Regions from separate parts of the Mus musculus genome. Here regions 2, 3, 4 and 5 are each linked to region 1. Evidence: chromatin contacts called from public Hi-C and HiChIP or PLAC-seq data. All regions are on one chromosome and are shown on one strand. The core of a region is the stretch at or near the end of the contact, and the rest is flanking DNA. Distances in the headings are between cores, read along the strand shown. Region 1 has its middle 29 kb from the start of 4930517E11Rik. Region 2 has its middle 36 kb from the start of Slc24a5. Region 3 holds the start of Slc24a5 (solute carrier family 24, member 5). Region 4 has its middle 65 kb from the start of Gm39920. Region 5 holds the start of Sema6d (sema domain, transmembrane domain (TM), and cytoplasmic domain, (semaphorin) 6D).

Evidence for each region. Hi-C and Micro-C count contacts between places; a contact is called where the count stands out from the background. HiChIP or PLAC-seq counts read pairs in DNA pulled down with a chosen protein or histone mark.
Region 2: an H3K4me3 HiChIP or PLAC-seq map of forebrain shows a contact between it and region 1, with 8 times the contacts expected there. The contact joins two enhancer-like sites. A contact is called at or near these places in 11 of 39 promoter capture datasets (the 3T3-L1 cell line, 3T3-L1-derived adipocytes, the C10 cell line and 6 more), 5 of 484 Hi-C or Micro-C datasets (the HPC-7 cell line, bone marrow-derived macrophages, cerebellar granule neurons and 2 more) and 6 of 115 datasets of contacts at active chromatin or transcription factors (SST interneurons, embryonic basal ganglia, embryonic forebrain and 3 more).
Region 3: a contact with region 1 is called in a Hi-C map of cerebral cortex, with 5 times the contacts expected there. The contact joins the promoter of Slc24a5 here to the enhancer-like site in region 1. A contact is called at or near these places in 19 of 39 promoter capture datasets (the 3T3-L1 cell line, 3T3-L1-derived adipocytes, the C10 cell line and 10 more), 1 of 15 datasets of contacts at CTCF or cohesin (large pre-B cells), 1 of 484 Hi-C or Micro-C datasets (cerebral cortex), 5 of 115 datasets of contacts at active chromatin or transcription factors (embryonic basal ganglia, embryonic forebrain, embryonic midbrain and 2 more) and 3 of 9 other capture datasets (adipose tissue, embryonic stem cells and liver).
Region 4: a contact with region 1 is called in a Hi-C map of the N1E-115 cell line, with 4 times the contacts expected there. The contact joins two enhancer-like sites. A contact is called at or near these places in 10 of 39 promoter capture datasets (the 3T3-L1 cell line, 3T3-L1-derived adipocytes, the C10 cell line and 5 more), 2 of 484 Hi-C or Micro-C datasets (the N1E-115 cell line and bone marrow-derived macrophages), 4 of 115 datasets of contacts at active chromatin or transcription factors (cardiomyocytes, embryonic basal ganglia, embryonic fibroblasts and 1 more) and 1 of 9 other capture datasets (embryonic stem cells).
Region 5: a Hi-C map of cerebral cortex shows a contact between it and region 1, with 4 times the contacts expected there. The contact joins the promoter of Sema6d here to the enhancer-like site in region 1. A contact is called at or near these places in 8 of 39 promoter capture datasets (the 3T3-L1 cell line, 3T3-L1-derived adipocytes, embryonic stem cells and 2 more), 2 of 484 Hi-C or Micro-C datasets (3T3-L1-derived adipocytes and cerebral cortex), 2 of 115 datasets of contacts at active chromatin or transcription factors (embryonic forebrain and neural progenitor cells) and 2 of 9 other capture datasets (adipose tissue and embryonic stem cells).

What each region holds. Positions count from the first base shown.
Region 1 is chr2:124,099,712-124,102,411 of GRCm38.p6, reverse strand. It overlaps a transcript of Sema6d not described here. Among named protein-coding and RNA genes, the nearest start is that of 4930517E11Rik, 29 kb to the left of the region's middle. Within about 2 kb of position 1,306, at least 22 of the 459 cell types and tissues checked have an H3K27ac peak or open chromatin away from gene starts, as enhancers often do. A contact at or near this core is called in the N1E-115 cell line, cerebral cortex, forebrain and 1 more, where this site is marked.
Region 2 is chr2:125,030,753-125,033,452 of GRCm38.p6, reverse strand. No RefSeq gene overlaps it. Among named protein-coding and RNA genes, the nearest start is that of Slc24a5, 36 kb to the left of the region's middle. Within about 2 kb of position 1,437, at least 60 of the 459 cell types and tissues checked have an H3K27ac peak or open chromatin away from gene starts, as enhancers often do. A contact at or near this core is called in forebrain and hippocampal neurons, where this site is marked.
Region 3 is chr2:125,066,825-125,069,524 of GRCm38.p6, reverse strand. Slc24a5 (solute carrier family 24, member 5) reads right to left here and starts at 1,398. Exons shown (of 9, transcript NM_175034.3): 1 at 1,224-1,398; 2 at 574-753. The coding sequence starts at 1,344.
Region 4 is chr2:124,857,455-124,860,154 of GRCm38.p6, reverse strand. No RefSeq gene overlaps it. Among named protein-coding and RNA genes, the nearest start is that of Gm39920, 65 kb to the right of the region's middle. Within about 2 kb of position 1,429, at least 69 of the 459 cell types and tissues checked have an H3K27ac peak or open chromatin away from gene starts, as enhancers often do. A contact at or near this core is called in the N1E-115 cell line, where this site is marked.
Region 5 is chr2:124,652,248-124,654,947 of GRCm38.p6, reverse strand. Sema6d (sema domain, transmembrane domain (TM), and cytoplasmic domain, (semaphorin) 6D) reads right to left here and starts at 1,367. Exons shown (of 18, transcript NM_199241.3): 1 at 1,205-1,367; 2 at 690-801; 3 at 92-152. The coding sequence starts at 1,313.

The sequences.
Region 1 (2,700 bases), core at 57-2,556:
AAAATGACAAGACACAATTATAATACTTAAATTAAAAATTCACAAAAAGACAGATAGATTAACATCCCAGTCAATGGCTACAACCTAACTTGAAAAGAGAAGTGGAGAGGCCCATCCCTGCCATTCTCCTAATGGTTCACTACACTATCAGCTTTCAGAGACCAAATTCACTGTCGGCTAATGGTGAGTCAGTAAAGCTAGGTTTTTTCCACATCTAGAATCTAAGGTTCTGTATAGAACACAAGCTTATATGCTCTTACAAGCTGCCTTGAGAGAATGTTTTATGGCAGGGGATCAAATCTCACAGGGGTAGAGAACAATGGTTCTCAGAAGTTATCTAGAAGATTCCGTTGAAGATGCTACTAACCATGGCCCAAAGCCAACCACAGGTGACTTATAAGTCTAAACCACTGCAAATCAAAGCGCGAATTTGGCCACACTGACAGAGAAAAGCTTTCTAAACTCGTAAGTGACTTTTTTTTCCCCCTCAACAGTGCTAAGATCTACTATATCCTATTCATGTGTCGTTTTCCAGCATTTAGTATCTGGCACTTTTCCCAGTTACTAAAAATTCTCATGAAAAGAAGCAGCCACACAAATGCAAGCTGACAAGCCTAAGATCCTTTGTTGGTTTTCTTCCATAATTGATATTACATGTATATTTAGAATACACGGACACTGCAGCCCTGTGCCAGCCGCTCATTCTAACGTCTTTCACATTCTCTTGAATTGTGTGCAACTTCAGCAGTTTCTAATCATCTTACTTTTAAATACCTCTGCTTACAATATGAAAAGGCTTACAGCTTCATTTAAATTAAGACATTCCACATAGCTCTGCCTGCATTCTTTCAAAATACTCAGTCAATTAACATAAGCTACCTTCTAGAGAGGATTTGCTTTAAGTCAGGTGGAAAGAAATATTATTTCAGAACCAAAGAAGAACAAAGCCATGAAATAGATAGAAGATCAAATAATGGAATAAATTGTAAGCTTGTTTAAGTTCCTCATATTTTAAGAGAAAGTATATATATGCTTTTAAAGTGTTCTCCTATAGATTGCTTCTGGGCAGATACAGTCTGCCAGGACAGCTCTAAAGGGGACAAAATATCCAAAATATGGCAGCTTTTTTCAATCAAATGACAGCCCAAAAAGTCTCTGCAGATTCCAAAATACTGCAGGCTCAATCACCCTAGGGTGCAGTGAGCTGAAGCGCAGTTCATCATTCCCAGGGAATTAAATGTGCTGAGAAACAGTCCTGAGTCTGGCAATGTTAAAAATGGTTGAAACCAGAGCATGTCTAACAGCGGGGCCAGGCTGCCACCTGGAGGGCGGCAGGAAACACAGCTCCACGAACGCCAGTCTGTTCCCAACAGTCAAAGAGACCCTTCGGGCTGAGCTAAGCCCCCCATTCTGTTTTACTACTTGACAAAAAAGCTGAGCCTTTCTGTCCCATGGCTCATTGATTAGTGGACCACGTGGAGGCAGCGGCACTAGGTGAAGCCAAGTGTGCCACAGTCTTTCCTTCTTTCCAGACTCAAGGCTGGGGAGGCTCACCCTTGAGCACATCTTTTGTCTCATCCACCCACTTTATTGGTCATTGTTGTGGGTCTTATGTGTCATTTTAGAAACAGAAATATCAGGTCACTTTTCAAAATGTCTAGACTCTTCACGAAGCACTACATACAAGGAAAGAGAAAGCCACACCTTCAAGGTGTGTTGTTCACACAAAGTGAGCACTGGGTATTGTGTGGAGCTCCAATTCAGTCAGGATCACACAGAGAAAAAGACAGAAAGAACACCTGCTGTAGGGGGACAATTCTTTAGTGGCTGTTGAAATCCGATGGGTCAAATCCCTAATCCCCATAAAAGTATGATGTACACATGGGTGCTGTGTACAATATTTTTCCAATGTCCATTTTTTTCTTACATAGGAAAATACAGTAACTACCCCATCTTATCACATTGTGGAGGAGACTGAAATTATACTAATCAACAAGTAAAGATGGTATATAACTCTTAATACAAGCTTTTTGAAAATTAGACTTATCCAGATAGGAAAAAGAGGCAGGACACAGAATACCAACTGCCCAACTGCCAAGTCAGGCAAGAGAGAAAACACTGAGTCAGGAGATGCTCCAGGGCAAGCTGTCACCCTGGGCTGTCACCCTGGGCTATCACTGTGGGCTTCACTTCTTTCAGAAGTCTACACCCACCTATTTCCCTTCCTCTGCTTCTTGCTCTTTCTTTTCACAATGTTTGATCATTACTCAAAAGAAAGTATAGTACTTACTTCCAAAATAGTAAAGACATTTGTTTTGGTTTGGGTTTTTAGTTTCAACTAATTCACAACCTAAAAATAATTGTTTGGGGAAATAGGATTCTGGAAATAATTCTACTGTCCTATTGCATTTCCTCCGGGTAACCCAGCAGAGAGAACATTGGGCCTCTGAGAAGATGCAGGTGAGTACCAATTGGTCCCTACTGGATGTGCTGTTAGTCAGAGAGCTGTAGTGACACCTCCTGGCAAGACCAAAAGAGCACTGCCTTCCATAAAACTGTATTGTCACAACTTTATGATCAGAAACAATGAAGAAAATATATTTTCCCACATGTACTGTTCCTTGAAAGAAAAAAAGTCCATCTGTAGAGAGACACAGTCACAATACTCATATCCATGTTTGAATGGCTTCCATTTAAAAA
Region 2 (2,700 bases), core at 188-2,687, 930 kb before region 1:
CTCCCGTTTTTGCAAGCAGAAACTGGGACTGAGTGTTGGTTCTCTGGGTGTTTTTCCAGGCCCAGGGGCTGTTTCTAAATTAAACTCTAACTAACTAGACGTCGAGTAACACAGAACAAAGCAACTCTTGCATGAGTTAAAGCATAAATGAGTCAGAGGCAGAGAGATTAAAGTTTCCCTCACATACACGCGAGTTAAAAAATTAGAGTCTCCAGAGAGGCTGGCTCCTGTGGACAGAGTTTCCACCAAGTCAGCACATTGGAGAAAGGACTGTGTCTCAGCCAAACCCCAAGCCCTGCTGGCCTCTTTGCCACAGCCTCTTGCTGAACTCAGGAGGAATCCATCTTCCTAAATCCACGCTGTCTGTCAGGACCAAGGGCCCATTTCTGTTGCAAATGATTCATGGTGAGAATTTGTGACACCTCACAGTCTCAGGGATTCTTTTTTTTTTTTTTTTTTTTTTTTTTTTTTTTTAAGTCAGTTCCTGTGTAGTGTTCCAGTAAGTCTTTCTTCCTCTCCTGTCTGTCTCTCTACCCCAACATTTGCCAACAGACTTCAAAGAGGAGCCACAGGCGTGCTTTGAGTCTCACCCGAATTTTTCCTCTCTGCCTCTAGCAATCGATTCTGACAGGTGCAGAGCAGGGAGGGGAGACAGCATCACCATACATACAGCATCACGCAAAGCATTGTGGGATCGGCCCTCCCGCCTCATTCCCTGCGGGTACAGCAGATCGCCATTTCCCCATCGTCTTTTCTTCTGCTTGAACAGAGAAACCACCATGGCTCTCATTCCCTCTCCAGGGCCGTGCTTTTTAGAACACAGCAGTCAGAAAATGGTTAGAATGATTTGGAGTGTCTGGATCATCACAAGGTTTTGCAATAAAAAAATCCTGTCCTAGCTGCAATGCACAAAGGACCAGCCAGCACCGTGTCTCCAGATGCATGGCAGAAGGACAGCGCTTACAAGGAGCAAGCAGGCTGACTGATTCCTGAACATTACAAATTGGGCCACCTAGCCGTGGTGTGCTCAGCTGCAGACAATTCTAGTTTCAAGGTAGGGGAAATGAAAGATCCAGAGCCAGGAAAATAGACGACTTCTCTTTGCGTTTTAATGCCAATGGATACAGTTTCCAAATCCTAGCCCCGGCTCTTGCCAACTCCTTTGCATTTGGCTTTGGGTTTTATCGAGTACCCAGAGTGTTGTCTCACAAGCTTTCTGCTGAGTATCTAGACAATGCCTCTGGGGTGCTGCGCTGTGGCAGTTACTGCGCCACTGCCTGGGACATTGCAGAGGGTTCTGCTCAGTCATTTTTGTCCTGAAGCTTCAGGAAGACAGTTGGATCTGAGAGTGGAACAGATTTCAAAGAACGAGCATATCAACCTGTGAGGCCTTCTGCTGTGGTGGTGGCATATGCTGTCTTAGAACAGTGCCCATTTAACAGGCTGTGCCGGCGCAGGAAAGGATTCTGACGCGTGCTCGCCCTGACATGGTGCTGTGTGTGTGGAAGCCACGATAAAGTTGAGCAGCAGATGGAAAACTCCGAACCTTTTATTGGCCATATGTCACTTTTGAGTGTTGGCCAACAAACTAAATTTGTAGCTAATATATAATGATTTAGGCAGGGGGGGAAAAAAGAGCAGCCATGCTTTGATTCTCAAGGCTGCTCCTCCAGGCTCCCTTAGCCTGCCAGAGTTCCTGGATGCTTTCCTTTAACCTTGTACCATCTTCCTGAATCACCCCCAGGTGGCTTCATCTCCACAGCCCTCTGTGTGAGCCACCTCCAGCTTGGTCCGTTTCTCTTCTGTTTCTTCTGTGAAGACTGCAGTGTCAGACTTCTTATTACAATGATTTTTTTCCAAGTCGATAGGAAATGTTATAAGGAATGAGGCATCAACGTTTCTGAACTTCAGCCTGTTGGACAGTGTCTTTTGTCTCCTCAGACGTCTCCGTCAGTGCCAGGCTCTGCCATCCCTCTTAGGTGCCTACAGTGGCTCCCTGTTCAACCTGAAGTGCTCGTCCTTGGTGTGGACTTGTGGGAGGGAAGCACATCATGACTTATGAGGATATGACCCGAGAGGGAACTCCCCTGGACAAGTGCCACTCTTACTGTCGGAATCATCTAGGAAGAAATGATGGATGTCCAGGATAAAGAGACTGATCCACCTTCTGGCTCTTTATTCTTTTTGGCGCTTCTGACCCATGCATGAAAGTGCCAAGTTTCCAACCTCGGCTGCCATGGGCAGCCTGCCTGACTTTGTGCTTGTGGGCTCCCAGGAGAAGGACCTCCCCTGGTGCACTATGCTTTTGTTTCTGAGTTTGGTGTTGGCAACAGCCGGAAAGGAGAGGGGGCCTTTAAGCTCACAGGCCCGCCAATCACCAGCTCAACAATTCAATGTATCATTGCTATCATTGTCTGACCCCCAAATGATTCTATAGTTGATATCTTAACCAAATGCCACCTAAGTTTCAGCACACGAATTCCCACCTAACTCAGCCCTTTCCCATTATTTTTCAAAAGTCTGAGAGCAGCATGTGAATGAAAGGGCAGCAGAGCACATCAAACACAACAGTGTTTGTAACATCCGGAGTAAGGCGCATTAAAGAGAGAATAAAATCCACATTCATCATGGAAGCTTGCCTTTGTTTTCTGTTATTATGAAAAGAGGAAACAGGAACGCCTTTCCCGTGGGAGGCTCTTC
Region 3 (2,700 bases), core at 149-2,648, 970 kb before region 1:
GAACCAGAGCATCCACAAAGCGATGCTTCCTATTCAGAGTTCTGGGAAATCTACAGCGCCACAGGCTTTGCGTATCTGAGCTTATCTTCAGAATCTACTAACACTTTGCACCCAGGGTTGTTATTACCTGATAGCTGAGGTCCCATTACTTGGAGTTTAGAATTTATTTACTTATTGGTTCATGAATTTCAGTTCTCTTAACTGCAGGATGCCAGTCAAGGAGTAGAGAGAAAGGAGGTCCTTGGCCACATCTCCTTCTGCCCCACTCACAGAGCCCAAGTGAAAAGGGTTTGAAATAGAAAACAGTGAGGACCAGGCACCCAGTGGTACAAAAAACCGGGGGGGGGGGGTGCTGTTCCTTAACAGCCCCTGGGGTGCTGGAACAAAAGGAACCTTCTGGAAGCTAGCCATGTATAATAACAACTGAAAAAAACGTGCTTCTGCCTGGACTCCCAGGATGGACCCCACAGAACCCCAGGACAGACATGGGTGCTCTGCCACCAGCTGAGATGGACACATCTGTGTGACAACAGCTCTTCCGGAAGGTCATAGGAGACCTTCCCGGCAACTTACAGTCACTGATGATTTCCAGGGAGGGCAAGAAGTACTTGTCGCAGACGATGGAGATGGCCATGCACATGTAGAGGATAATGAGGAAGTAGATTACGATACCTCCATCCGTGCTCTCCTGCTTGGTGAAGAACCCTTCGGGAAACTCCGATGCTGGAGAGACAGCACATTGCGTGCTGTTTCCTGCCGAGGAAAAGGAAAAGATCACAAGATGTGGGAGTCACACGTCTGAAGCCCACAAAGCCTAAACTGGGGTATTTGGGAGGGATATGGGGAAGTTGGTGGAAATACGAGTATGATTCAAAGCCTTAGATAGCCTTTGTAAGAGATTATTTCATGAAATAAGCTGATAGAAGAGAGTTGGAGGGAGGCATTATTACAGCGCCTCTCTGTGTCTGCTTCTAAATGGGAAGAATGCACTGATCATGTCTCCAACAATAAGAAGAGCAGCCCTGTCCACCCCTTGGTCTCTGAACTACTACAGAACGCTCTTGAGGACGCATTGGCTGATCAAGAGCGCTTCCCATCCTCGGCAGGGCTCCGAAGCAGAGCAGATACAGCAGGAGTCGGGGATGGGGAGGGGGCAAGGCCATTCCCCTCTCCATCCCACATCTCTACGTGGGACTGGGGTGTCTGGGCCCACTGCCACCTACCTGTGGCCCTTGGGAGGCGCGGGGGCAGGGAGACACCACGGACAGGCAGGTATGCAGAGACCCAAAAGATCCCCAGCAGCAGGACCCTCCTTGTCCAAGTTGGGCCCCATTTTGTCCGCATTTCCAGCGTGCTCTTTGCAGTGTGTGGTTCAGGAAGGGAGCAAGGGAGACTTATGCTGAATCATGTGAGCAGTCTCCTTCCTCCCCAGTGCCTGCGGGGGGAGGGGGGTGTCGCAGCTTAGGAGGCCAGCAAGGGAGACAGCCTGGCTTCTCTGATCAGGAGATCCAAGTCCTAGGGAAGTTGGAAGAGTTAGGGAGGGGTGCAGATAAACACCGACTACAGCTGTTTCCATGCGGGACTCTGATGGCAGGCCCAGGCAGTCTGCAATTCTGCTCATGCCGGATCTCTTTAATATCTTCACACAGACTCTGCCTTTGACTTCCTCTAGATTTGAGAGGACCTGGGTTTGCTTGATGCTGTCCCCCCCCCCCCCCCCCCGCCCTCCACCCCCTTCCCAATAGCCGTTGTTTCTAGGAATTATTTGGGCAGGTGTATATATACTCTGCCTACCAGGGCACGCTTTGTAATTTTATTTGGATGTTCATCTACAGTTAGAGCCAGAGACAGAAAGGTCAATTAGGAGGTGACTGTAACAGTTGAACTGGGAAATGAGGGCCGCGTGAGTGAAGGTGGCAGCTATGGGGATTGAGAGCCGCCCACAGCGCCACGAACTATTCAGGAGACAGACTGGATGCTGTTTGATCATAGATCAGCTGTGCTTTTTGCCAGAAGGAGCTGTATAAAATGCTAATTGGACAAGGCAGACAGCATTCAAATGCATTCTGTAGTTTGCCAAGATCCTGAAAACCTGTAGCCGTGGAGCAACCTGTGGCTGATGGCACAGGGTCTGGGGGAGACCACAAGGGTGGTTGAGTTCAAGCAATGTTTCTTAGCTGTGTGACCTTAGGCAAGTACTTAACCTCTCTGTTCCTTCCTTCCACTATCTATAAGGCAGAGATCACCTCTCTTTTGGTTTGGTGCGTACTATATGGCAAATGTAACCTTTGTAGGACAGTCTCTTCCGTGGGGCCATTGTTCTGTTATTCTGTCACCTGTCTGGCATTACTTATTTCTTGGACTGAGATTAAAAACTGCCATGAAGAAATTCTGTAGCTTTGCAACTGTTATGATTCCTTTGCTTTGTACATAAAATTGGTGTGACAGGAATGTATTATATGCACATATGCAATATCAAACAATGAATTAACTGATAAATTAAAAATCAAGGTGCCAAGCCTTTGATGTAGAGCTTGTTGCATCTGGTGTAAAAGAGTGAGCTGCTCCTGGCTGTTCATGAGCTTGCGCTGTTTAAAAACCACCCAGCACCTTCCTGGTGGAAACCTCTCTGACACTCAGCTTTCCGGATGTGCCCTGTGGAGCCGAGACTGGGATGCCTGGTCACTGAGGCACGGGCAT
Region 4 (2,700 bases), core at 180-2,679, 760 kb before region 1:
AATCAACAATTCCAGTACAGTTAACAAAATCTACTATGAAGGTTGCTGATCTAGAGACAATAGTCATTTTTAAATTAAAAAAATATTATTTTTAAAAATTATACTTATGGATTTTTGCTTGCAAATTTAAGTGGCACGTTCTTGCAGACGTCAGAAGAGAGTGTCCCATACCCTGGAACTGGTGTTTCAGACTGTTGTGAGGTTGATGGGAACTGAACCTGGGACTTTTGGAAAAGCAACCAGTGCTCAATAGTCCCTTTCTACTGCTTTCCTCCCAAATAACATTGATTCAAATAAGAATGTTAAACTACCGATGTTCCATATTTAAGGCATAACTCACATGCCCTTGCTACTTTCCAAGCTACAAACTCGCACTTTTCTATCAATCTCAAAAGAGCCTCTCCCTCTAAAGAAAAAACAAACAAGAAATCAAAAAATAAAACCCACCAAAGTACACATTTCTTTGTCTCCTGTGCAACCCTTGGTGACCCATGTGGCCTTTTCATACTGCCATCCTGTCCATGGTACCTTCAGAGCCACCCTATGATGTCATTTACCAACAAGAGGAAAAGGTGTGTGTGTGTGTGTGTGTGTGTGTGTGTGTGTGTGTGTGTGTGAGTGTGGGGTGTGTGTAAGGTATCCTAAGAAACCGTGTGAAGAATATAAACAGAAATCCTATGTGAAGCTACTGTGGATGCATCTGAGAAGTGCAAACCCACACCTTCGGAGCATACTGCCCTTCCCCAGAGCCTCTCTCTTAACTCTGTGCTTAGATTTGCATAAAGATCATCACCCCTCCTACTCTGCTTCTTCCAAGCTTACCCCAAGTTTCTTTTTCTGTGGAGAATTCAAGAATTCCAGCTTCACTTGAGTGGAGGTCTCTGAGAAGTGCTCTAGCTGCTGCAGGGCACACTGTGAAGCTGGGTATCCAGCCTCTACCCACTGCCACAGACACAAACAACCTACCCACGGGTAGCCCTTTGTCAAAGCAGGTGGCGTCTCCTATGAGTGCACACACACCCTTGAGAGCACTTGTGCAGATAAATAGCAGGCATCCTGGGCATCAGGTGGAGCATCCGTCTTTCCCCAGGAATTCTGTGATCACCCTTCACATCTGTGGGTACTAAACACAGCAGCTCAGTCTCTTTCTTAGACGCCCTAAGGTATAAGTCACATCTTAGGCTCTATTTTCCTGGTTACAAGTATCCAGAGATTGCTATGGAGGAGGCTACAGTTATGCCAGAAAGCTTGACCAAAGCAGTGGCTTCTTTGCAATGCCCCAAGGCTTGAAACGAGGGTGCCCTCCAATGGTTATATCAGTTTCCCCTTGGCATAGGTCCATGTGTCTCTGACTAACATGCTTACAGCACTGACTAAGCTGGGAATGCGCACTGAAACATTCTTATTTTACATAATCAAAAGGGCAGAGGTACTTCCTTCTCCTTTTATGCCCCACCCTTCCCTTTCCTGTCCTTCCTTCCTGGGATATCCCTATCCCTTCCTTTTCTGAACAATTCAGAAAACCTTGGGAGAGGGCAGCCTGCCAGAGGAGGCGGGAGGTGAGGGATGTGTGAGTCAGCCACAGGATGTGGGGTGCCTCCTGGGATGTTGAGCAGACAAGGAAACATTTTAAGATAATGGGAGTCAGGCTTCTCATTGTCAGGGAAGGGAAGTACAAATGTGAAAAGAGAGAAAATTAGGTAGGTAGATACATAGCTGGGTAGATAGAGGATAGATCTCATTAGACAGATCCCCCAGGGTGACTGGTGTTAGTCATGCATTCTGGTCCCAACAATCAGATCTCTTGGAAGAGACACAGGTGGGCACATGCCTTTGGGACTTGAGATTTTGGAAAGACTCCGACACTTGGAGGCAGGACTAACAGAGATATGACCTTGCGTCTATTTCTGCTTCCCTGTGCCTTCAATCAACCTCTGCCCCATGTAGACCGTGGCTCACACAGGCTCCCCACTCTAGGGTTTGATTTCTTTCTTTGTGACAAGGACTGAGCTATAGGTCATACAGCCTCAAGACAAAGAACAGACTGCACCCCAAAGTCACCAAGGATGGGGCACTTCAGCTCCAAGAGTTGTCCCTACCACAGGCCACATGGGGGATCTGCCTCTCTGACCTCAGTGTTTCTATACATTCCAGTTATCTATCTGTCTATCTATCTGTCTATCTATCTGTCTGTCTATCTATCTATCTATCTATCTATCTATCTATCTATCTATCTATCTATCTACTGTCTGTCTGTCTGTCTGTCTGTCTGTCTATCTATCTACTATCTGTCTGTCTGTCTGTCTGTCTGTCTATCTATCTATCTATCTACTATCTGTCTGTCTGTCTGTCTATCTATCTGTCTGTCTGTCTGTCTTCTTTCTATCTATCTATCTACTATCTATCTATCTATCTATCTATCCGTCTGTTTATCTATCTATCTATCTGTCTGTCTGTCTATCTATCTACTATCTATCTGTCTGTCTGTCTGTCTGTCTGTCTGTCTGTCTGTCTATCTGTCTATCTGTCTATCTGTCTATCTGTCTGTCTGTCTGTCTGTCTATCTATCTATCTATCTACTATCTATCTATCTGTCTATCTGTCTATCTGTCTATCTGTCTATCTGTCTATCTGTCTGTCTGTCTGTCTGTCTGTCTGTCTGTATCTATCTATCTATCTATCTATCTATCTATCTATCTA
Region 5 (2,700 bases), core at 118-2,617, 550 kb before region 1:
TGTTAACTGGATGCACTTTGAATGGGGGGGGGGGCATTCCTGAAGCTCCGGGGAGTGCGGATACACTCGCCCTCTGTAGCTAGCTGCTCACCTTGCTTGGTATCACCTCTGTTTGGGGGATTTCATTTAAGTTCACTGTATAGACTTGATCCCTGTTGGAAACAAGGCAGTTCAGTCATACCTTGCGAATGCATCAATGCTATATGCTGTTTCTTGTTTCACCTCTACAGATCTGCCATTACTGTGCTTTGAAGATCATCTGGCTTCTCTGTGACTTGAACAAAGTCAACAGGGTACTTTCTCATTAGTGAGATGCTTCTATGCATTGCTGCAGCCAGGACAAGCACAGCCTTTCTCTCCAGGCTTGGGGCAAACTGACTGGGCATAAGCACAGACATATTTCTGATATTTGCCTGAAAAAGTCTAAGTTAAGAAAGAATAAAGAATGATTTCCCCCAACCCCACTGCTTTGGGACAAAATAATGATGTGTGATTTCTGGATGTGACACTGAACGCTTTAACTTTGCTTTCTATCCTGGTACCCAGCACGCTCTTCATGAGAGTATTTTTTGGCTACTTGCAGTTTTTGATCACAATCACATATTAGTTTTTCATGAACTAGACACATTAATGCAAGCACCACAAGAGAAAAGAATTTTAATCTAATAAACCAACGAAAGGAAAATTACCTGCCAGCAATATAAAGTGTGTCTCGAATTTTCAACATCAGCTGAAAGTCCAGCCTGTGCTGCGATTCGTTGCCTGAAGGGCGTCCTCTAAAAACCGGATATTGCCTTGAATCTGCAAGTAAAAATGGGCTAAACCATCAGTCAGGATTACAGAGCTGAAGAATCAATAGCCAGCATTGATTAGCTGTATATAGCACTTGTAGGAAGGGTTTTAACTAAATTCCTCTCTTAAGGTCTTGAATATAAATTAGTAAAAGATGGAGAATTGTCAGCAAATGGTCTTTTTCTTTTTTACTGAAAATATATAATCTCTATGTCTGGGCTGCTGCAGGATGGCGCCCAACAGAACTGGCTCAGTTTCTGCACAGCCGAGGGAAAGACTGCAGATGATTTAATGTGCAAAACATTGTAAAGACATATTAAAATTTGTCTCTGATGCTGAAAATGAATAGACCTAGGCAAAGACAAACAAAAGGCTTCCGTTGCAAACGAGGAAATGGCTTTGTGTGACTTACAGTGATAGTCAACCGTGTTGAGGGGCTCATCGTCTTCTGGGAAGCTGACCGCCCGTAACCTGGAGACCAGAAGGAACAGCACGCAGAACCAAAGCAGAAGGAACCCCATGGTTGGCCAAGAAGAAATCTGAGCTCCCCCTCCTCAGAAGTCCCACTTAGCTACCTAGAAGACAAAAGCATTATGGAAAGACCTTTACGCTGTGGTGAAACTGGTTTCTCGTTTGTAGCCCGCTCAAATTTTTGCCCACCTCTTTCTATAGTTCCCTATTTATCAAGAGACCTAGCAGTGGTAGACAGGTATCTGCAAGAACAGACAAAAGGCAGCACCGAGCCAGGCCTCGCTGAAGCACCTGGTGAGCATATTGAGGCTTTCGGTACATTTGCCAGAATTTTGAAGGCAACTCTTTGTTATCACAGCAAAATCTCCAGAACCCCACACAGAAGGGTTGGCTCCCAACTTGGCAAGGAAGTGGGCAAAAGAGGGATCCGAATTTTAATTAAACTCCAATCTGCATCCCTTCCCCCAGTCCTGAAATACATAGATACAACATGTTTCTTTCTCCCAGGAAAGACCTAAACTGTCTTGAAAAGCCAGAGCTGATGACCTTGTCCTCAGCCACTGTTGCCGTAGAGCATCAAACATCTAGATCTAGCTGCTGCAGGTCCAGCATCGCCGCCCAAGTCACAGTTCTATATTCTGAATTAGGTGTTTTGAAGACCAACGTGGAAAGAGGTCAGTGACCTTGTATTAGGGTGAAAGGGATTGAAAAGAAATAAAATGATTCCATGAAAACCAATCAGTAAAGCAGGGAGTGACAGAGTAGGCCAGCTGGTCCCCAGCCTCTAGGGACACCTAGATTCTAAAGTAAAACCATTCAGACCCAAACCAATACTCTAAGTACACTGCCCTCTTAGTTTTATTGTTTCTGTTTTTGAGCTGTAGGAGGCCTTGGGGACCCTCAAGCTTAACACCTTCCTTTGTTAAATGGGAAAACTAAGGGCTGGCAAAAAGAAGGAATTCACTCTGACTTTCATGGTGACTTTAGGGCAAGGCTGGGGTCTAGATCAGTCAGCTGAGTCCCTGACCAGACATATTGCTCCAAACTAGATTGAGGAAATAAAGGGGCGTGTTTCTTTCAAACAGATGGTATTACAAGGAGACTTTTTGAGAGAAATGGTTATATTCATCATTTTTATTGAAGTTATGTTTCACAGATATTAAATCACACATTAAATATGTACAGTTCCTATAGATCAATAACCCAATAAAACTATGAGAACAGAGTTAAAAGATCTGTAAATGTTAGCAACTCATTGGAAAAAAAAATTGGGTTTTCTGAGCCAATGGGAGAGGCGTGATTGTGAGATACCAAGGGTATGGCTCTTTACACAACCAAAGCTGTCAATGGTTAATATAATAGCTTCTGTTTGTACACTTAAGAACCATGGAGGCAAGTTATAAACAGCCATCTCAAATTCTGGAGAATACAATCATT